Regions from separate parts of the Mus musculus genome. Here region 1 is linked to region 2. The links are chromatin contacts, called in public Hi-C maps. All regions are on one chromosome and are shown on one strand. Each heading gives the region's core, a stretch centred on a gene start, on an enhancer-like site or on the middle of the called end of the contact. The rest is flanking DNA. Distances are from core to core; before and after follow the strand shown.

Region 1 (3,097 bases), core at 108-2,607, 55 kb after region 2:
TCCTGCAATCCAGGAAAGCCAGACAGAGGAGTCTTAGCTTGTTGTGGTAAGTCACAGCTGGGGATGCTGTGATGGAAGTTTTGTTGTGGCAGAGTCTCCTGTTCTAACCAAACCTCACTGCACAGTGGAGGCTGCTGGGTTGTGAACCTTGGTTGGCTAGTGAGGTCTGAACAGGTGTCAGTAAGGGAATACCTCAAAGAGATCTTGAAAGAATCAACAGACGTTTCTCCAACACTTCCATTAGGAAAAGCTCCAAACAGATTTATATGCGAGAGTGTGTTGTTATCTCTGTGTGTGACCTAGAAGAATCAGCAACAGAAACAAGAGAATTTTACTTGGGGTTGTTTTGCTTCTAAGAATCTCAGTGATTGATTGTAATAGATAACACACACAAACACACACAAATATGCATACATATACAAACACACACATACACACAAATACCTCACATACATACACACATATTTAAACACAAACACACATACATACACACAGGCATATAAACACACACAAGCACCATACATACGTATATACATTCAAATACACACACACAAACACCACACACATACACACACACATTTAAACACACATATACGTACCCACGCAAACACACAAACACACACAAGCACCACACACACTTCTGATTGTTACAGTGAGATTTGGGATTAAGTATTTGATCACATTTTCTTATGATAATTTCAGAGAGCCAAGACCGTAATCCCACATGACCCTCTGTAGAAGTCACCATTCATTAAATTAATGACGAAAGGAAGGTGCTGCCTGACTCAGAGCATCTGTGACTATAATCACCGCCAGCAAATTATTTTTTACATGCACATTAGTTGGATTGATATGAAAAGAAAATGTTTTATCTCTCTCCAAAGGAAATAGAAGCTTGAAATGTGGTTAATATTCGATGCCGAACATTCTCTGCAGATGTAGGGCTTGTCTAGGCTTCCTCCTGTTAACCTCTCAGCTGGAAAAACAAAAAGGCAGAAGATGCAGCATGAAGAAAAATCTCCCGGGGAAGCAGTACCCTGCTGATACCCAATCTTCTTGGATTCCCACCTTTCTTCCTGTCCCCAGACGCGTGCTTTGTTTTTGGTTTATTTGTTTTCCAGTCTGACCTGGCTTTACCTTCGATGTCTGTCACTTCTCAGGTCCAGGGTGATGGTAGAGTCTCACCGCCCTTGTCACTCACAGAGTCTCTCACAGGGGACTCGTTAAAACGCCAGTTCAGTAATCTGTTCTAAAACCACAGATGCCAACGGCACAGGGAAGTTAAGCTGTGTAGAAATGAACTGGCCTGTGTCTGCTGCATAGCAAACCCCACCTCCACACTGGACAGAGGCCAACACAGACCTGACGTTGAGTCACTGCTGTAGTGTGGATGATCATATGCCAGTGAGACTCTGTTCACTTAGGGAAGTGTGTCACTTTTCAAAGGCATTTACATACGCAGTAGTCCAGTGATTCCAGCGTCGGCTTGTGCACTCTTCATTCAGAGGCTGTGGGTATAGGGCTGAAATGTCATGCCTGTTTGGAACAGAGCTGGACCTCCCAGGTAACAGAGATGCGACCCAAGAGACAGGAGCCCATTTCAGAAGTGGAGACCAGGAGGGACAGCACTTTCATCCAGTTTCTCGGGGGAGAAGTCATACCTTCCCAGCATGTAGCTCCCCAGCCAGTCCCATCTGTAGCACATATCCGGCTAAGGAAGACAGATGTCATGTTCCTATCTTTTCCACTCTCCTCAGATTAGTTTTCATTGCACAAGAGAGACATGAATGTATCCTCATCGTGAAAGTAATTCTATGGGTGTAGAAAAATATTAATTCCTACTGTATTATTAAGAGATGGGCCTCTAAGGGATTCAGTCATGAGAGCATGAGAGCGGGTTCCTGGTGGGTTACTTTAGGGACCTCCTGAGAGGACATGAGGGCCTTTTATAAAAGGACTCATGTCTTTTTCCATCTCCCCAACGATGAGGACCTGGGCTTTGTCACCTTTGAAAGATACAGAGTTGAAAGTACTACCTTTGAAAGCCAAGACCATGGTTCTTACCAGACACCATAGTCCCTGGCATCATCATCTTGAACTCCCCAGCTTGAGAGAAACATGCTGTGAGAAATACAGTCCCACTGTTTATGAATTCTTACCCTGTGAGTTTTTGCAGATAGGAGTGAGACAATTCTGGCAGCCGCCAAGTTGCTACCATCCTCTCCAGGTAACTCCGTGGTTGTACGGCAGCAGCTCTGAATCTGTGTAGGTTTTGTCGGGTGTGTCTGCATGGTCACATTTATTCTCATCCAGCCACATGTCACACCAACAGCAACACTTTCCTGGGCATCCTGCAGCTCCCAATGAATGTGTCTTAGCAGCCTCCCCACAAACCATCCGTGTCGTCTTCCACACAAATCCTCATGTTGCTCCCCCTTACTAGACTGTTTTTGAGATTTGTCAGAACTTTATCATTATTCTTTTTAAAGATTTTAAAGATGTATTTATTTTCATTTTATGTCTATCAGTGTCTTGCCTGCATGGATGTCTGTGTACTACGTGCATGTCTGGTATCCACAGAGGCCACAGATGTTGCAGATTTGGTTTATTGCTTACGTTATGTTAACTGGGTCCCCTAAGTACACGGGAATTCACACATCTACGTGTAAGACGCCGCAGGGCCCTGCCCCTAGTTGGGTCTAATTGGTAAATAAAGTTGCCAGCAAATGGCTGGGCAGAGAGACAGAGGTGGGACTTAAGTCTCCCAAGCGAGAGAATCAAGAGAAGAGGAAGGCTTTAGAATCGTCATGTGCGGGAAGCAGAGAGCTCAAGCTTGAGCGGTGGAGAGGTAAGAGCACAGCCCCCCTCCCCAACCGCCCATTTGGGTCTCGGGTAGCAAAGATGGAATTTAGATTTTAGTAATAACTCAGGAGTATTGGAGGGGAGGAGTTAGCAATGTGAAAGTTTGGGAGTGGTCCAGCCATCGTGAAGTTTAAGGCATATTAGGAGAAGGCTGCTGTGTGTCTGTCTTTCATCCTAGCATCCTGAGCATTTTGGCGGGTGGTGAGCAATCTGAGCCGCCAGATTGGAGTAGTGT
Region 2 (3,327 bases), core at 356-2,855:
TCCATCTCTTGCCAGAATTTCTGAGCAGATATGAGCAGACTTTATTTGGTGGGGGAGGGGATGCAGCCCAGGCTAGTCTCGAACTTGCTATGTAGTCCTGGAGGGCTTTGAACTCAGGTTTGTCCTGCTTCAGCCTTCCGAGTGGTGTGATTACAAGCCTGTGCTACCACACCCAGCTTATGACTATAGTATTAGTATTAGAAGCTTCTCTTTAAAAATCATAAAGGGCCGGGCAATGGTGGCGCACGCCTTTAACCCCAGCACTTCAGAGGCAGGAGCAGGCAGATTTCTGAGTTCAAGGCTAGCCTGGTCTATAGAGAGAGTTCTAGGACAGCCAGGGCTACACAGAGAAACCCTGTCTCAAAAAAAAAAAAAAAATCAGAAAGGAAGGCTCTACATTTCAGAGCCCCCTAAGGCTCTCTTTGGGAGTGTTTCTATCTCTGTTGATGGCCAAGGAGTCCACAGGAAATGGGATTGCTCTTTAGTTACTGAGCCCCACCAATGCTTAGCCCCTGTGGTGGCCACCCATGGTTGTCTGTAGGGAGTTAGGGGACAGACAGAATATGGGCACCTTGGATGGGTATCCGCAGACCTGTGTGCTAAGCTCCTTAAAGGCTGTAGTAATAGAGAGGTCTGAGGGTGAAGGGGAGGTGTGGGGAGAGCCAAAGGCCAGAGGTTGGCTCTCCATTCTTTTGGAGGACCACATAAAAGTTTGGGTGAGGATTAAAAAGTGAAACATGATCTTCTAGGGTTAAGAAGAGCTATTTACTGGAGTAGGGGGCATATCACTTAAACAGCTCCACCTGTAGCTCTTAAACAAGGAAACGTAGCTCTTCACAGCCTTGTGCTGCCCAGGCCTGAAAAGGGTCTTCATTACATCCAGGTTGTGCACGGATTCAAACAAAACTTTAAGGCTTTTAGGTTTGTGGCACAAGGGGGCAGAGATCAGGGCATGTGCCCTGTATCCTTACTTATTGACCTCCCCCACCCTGCATTTCAGCATGCCCTTAACCCTGGAGCCTGCTGATTTTGTTTGTAAGGGCATGGATCTTTTGTGATAGGCTTTCTTGGAGGTCATGGCAACGGCTGTTGCGATAGATGTGTGCTCATGCCAGCAGAAATGTTCAGAAACGACTGGGCAACTGGGCACGGTAGCCGTGTTAGGGGGCCACCAGGAAGTTTTCACTTACAACCCTCACATGTGCCTCGTATTAGTGTGCACAGGGAAGGGACACCTGTAAACTCAGTATGCAAGGATTCCTCCACCAAAGATGTCATCTTTTCGAGATGAAATCGAAAAGAACAGTGACAAATAACTCAGGATTAGTGGCGGCAAGGCCTGTTGATCCCGAGTCCTGGCTCCCAACTCCAGGGAGAGCCCTGGCACTGCCTGCAGGCTGACCTGATTCCGTCCTGCTGTCGCGTGCTGGTGAGCCTTGGCTCTGACTCCGACCCCGCAGGTCCTGCTGACCCTGGGCTGCAGAAGCCGGCGGAGAGAGGGGCCCATGGGTTGCGCCTGAGCCAGCTGGGCCACTTCACCCCAAAGGCCCGAAGGCCTGCGACCACAGCCATTGCAGCCAAGAAAAGCAAGGTTGACTGTGCAAGCAGCCTAGGCCTCGGGTTTTTCCCTTTTAGACCTGGTCACTCAGAGCCCCGCCTTCAGGGCCCCACCCCCAAAGCCCTGCCCCGGTGTCCTTCTCCTGGAGCCACGCCCCCAAACCCGGGCTGCGAAACTAGTGGAGCGGGGCGGGTGGGGTGGAGGGGCTCGGGGCCCTGCCCTGGGTGTAGGTCACAGAATGAAACTCATTTGCCAGAGCCAGTGATTTGTTTGATTTAGTCAGGCTGTGAAGGAGTTTAAGGGAGGGGAGAACTGGGTTGGCTCGTTTCTTTGTGTAGCGACACCAGGAATGTGCCGGATGTTGTGAAATGAGTGTCATCCGGTGATGAGTGGCAGGAGCTATGTACCACATTGCTGCGCCCACGCCTCCCACAGGAAACTCTCCTATGCCTTGTGGGTGATCCTGGATCACAAGGAGTGTTTAGCCTACTATAACTTTGAATGTTTTGCATCTTCCCGTGCAGACGCGGGAGACCGGTATTTATAGCTTGGGCTTTCCACATTCGCCCAGGGGAAGCCTGGAATCCGTTTCAGGATCCCAGTGGCTAGATGAGAGGCATATCCTACAGTGAAAGGCTTTTAAGTAAATCCTTGCGGTGTGGTAATTCTTGCAAATGTGGGTATTTGTGGGAGACACAGAATAAATAATCTTAGCTCTTAAGATCTTGTTGCTTCTAGAGGGAGGTGCCATCCCAGGAGCCCGAACTCTTTCCCAATGGGTTCTGCAAGGATAACAGTATATACAAGATATACAGTATATACAATACATTCATTAAATCTCAGAAAGTAAAAAGATTTACAAGGGTGTCCTATAAGATGACCAACCTGCAAGGCATTGAAGGGGCATCAGGGATGCAGCCTCTGTGAGTCTTATGTGTGCTGCTGTGGGATTTTAATCCATGCAGCTGCCTTTGAGTCTTTTGTGCTCCTGCAAGTAGCTCCTCACCCCTACCTACAGAGGTAACCCCAGTAGACTTACCGGTTCCCTAAGCTAGCCTTGGGTAGAATCGTTTCTTTGCTCTGTGGATGTCATCCTAGAAAAAGTCACACAAGGGGCTTGTTTTTTCCTTTTGTTTTGAAACGGGGTTTCTCTATGTAGTCTTGGCTGTCCTGGAACTTGGGTAGCCTCAAACCCACAGAGATCCACTTGCCTCTGCCTCGTGAGTGCCGGGATTAAAAGCATATACCGTCACTGCCCACTGCGAAGCTGTCATCCTCAGCTTTATAACAGGACAAAACAGTGTATAAGGTGATATTTCAAAATATCATTGAAGACTCTCCCACTACCCTTCACCCCTCCATTTCCTTGACTGTTGTTCTATCTAAAAAGCTAGATTATTCTTTGTTTCTGTGAAGAAACCCAGAATCCAGAAGAATCCAGCTGGTTAGAGGGTTGCAATTCTTGACCTCTGGGTTTTTAAAGCTTGACTCGTAGGGATGGAAGGCTACAAAGCAAGCATAATAAATTAGACTTGCCTTGATAGAGCTGGCCTATGAGTTTTGAAATGATCTCCCTGACCTCGGTGGTGTGATGTGACCACTGAGTAGCAGGTAGCTGCAGGAGTTACCCTTCAGGTCGTGCGTGTTAAGAGTACCAGGCAGATGCTAAGGTTGGGTGCCAGAGGGGGAGGTCTGTGGGGGGCCAGGTGGCTCAGAACAAGCTTTCAGCCAGACTAAGGTTTGGGGCAAGTGTAGGGCAAGAAGAGCCT

The links. A called contact is a pair of places that touch in the nucleus more often than the background predicts.
Region 1: a Hi-C map of uterus shows a contact between it and region 2. The contact joins the enhancer-like site here to the promoter of Echdc3 in region 2. A contact is called at or near these places in 2 of 39 promoter capture datasets (hippocampal neurons and macrophages), 1 of 15 datasets of contacts at CTCF or cohesin (the G1E-ER4 cell line), 25 of 484 Hi-C or Micro-C datasets (B cells, the C10 cell line, the G1E-ER4 cell line and 15 more), 7 of 115 datasets of contacts at active chromatin or transcription factors (astrocytes, bone marrow-derived macrophages, embryonic stem cells and 4 more) and 2 of 9 other capture datasets (adipose tissue and liver).

Annotation. Positions count from the first base shown.
Region 1 is chr2:6,266,409-6,269,505 of GRCm38.p6, forward strand. All of the region lies in intron 3 of A230108P19Rik (RIKEN cDNA A230108P19 gene), which reads left to right. Among named protein-coding and RNA genes, the nearest start is that of Gm13383, 4.9 kb to the left of the region's middle. Within about 2 kb of position 1,358, at least 164 of the 459 cell types and tissues checked have an H3K27ac peak or open chromatin away from gene starts, as enhancers often do. A contact at or near this core is called in B cells, the G1E-ER4 cell line, adipose tissue and 10 more, where this site is marked.
Region 2 is chr2:6,211,389-6,214,715 of GRCm38.p6, forward strand. Echdc3 (enoyl Coenzyme A hydratase domain containing 3) reads right to left here and starts at 1,606. Exons shown (of 5, transcript NM_024208.4): 1 at 1,403-1,606. The coding sequence starts at 1,572. All of the region lies in intron 1 of A230108P19Rik (RIKEN cDNA A230108P19 gene), which reads left to right.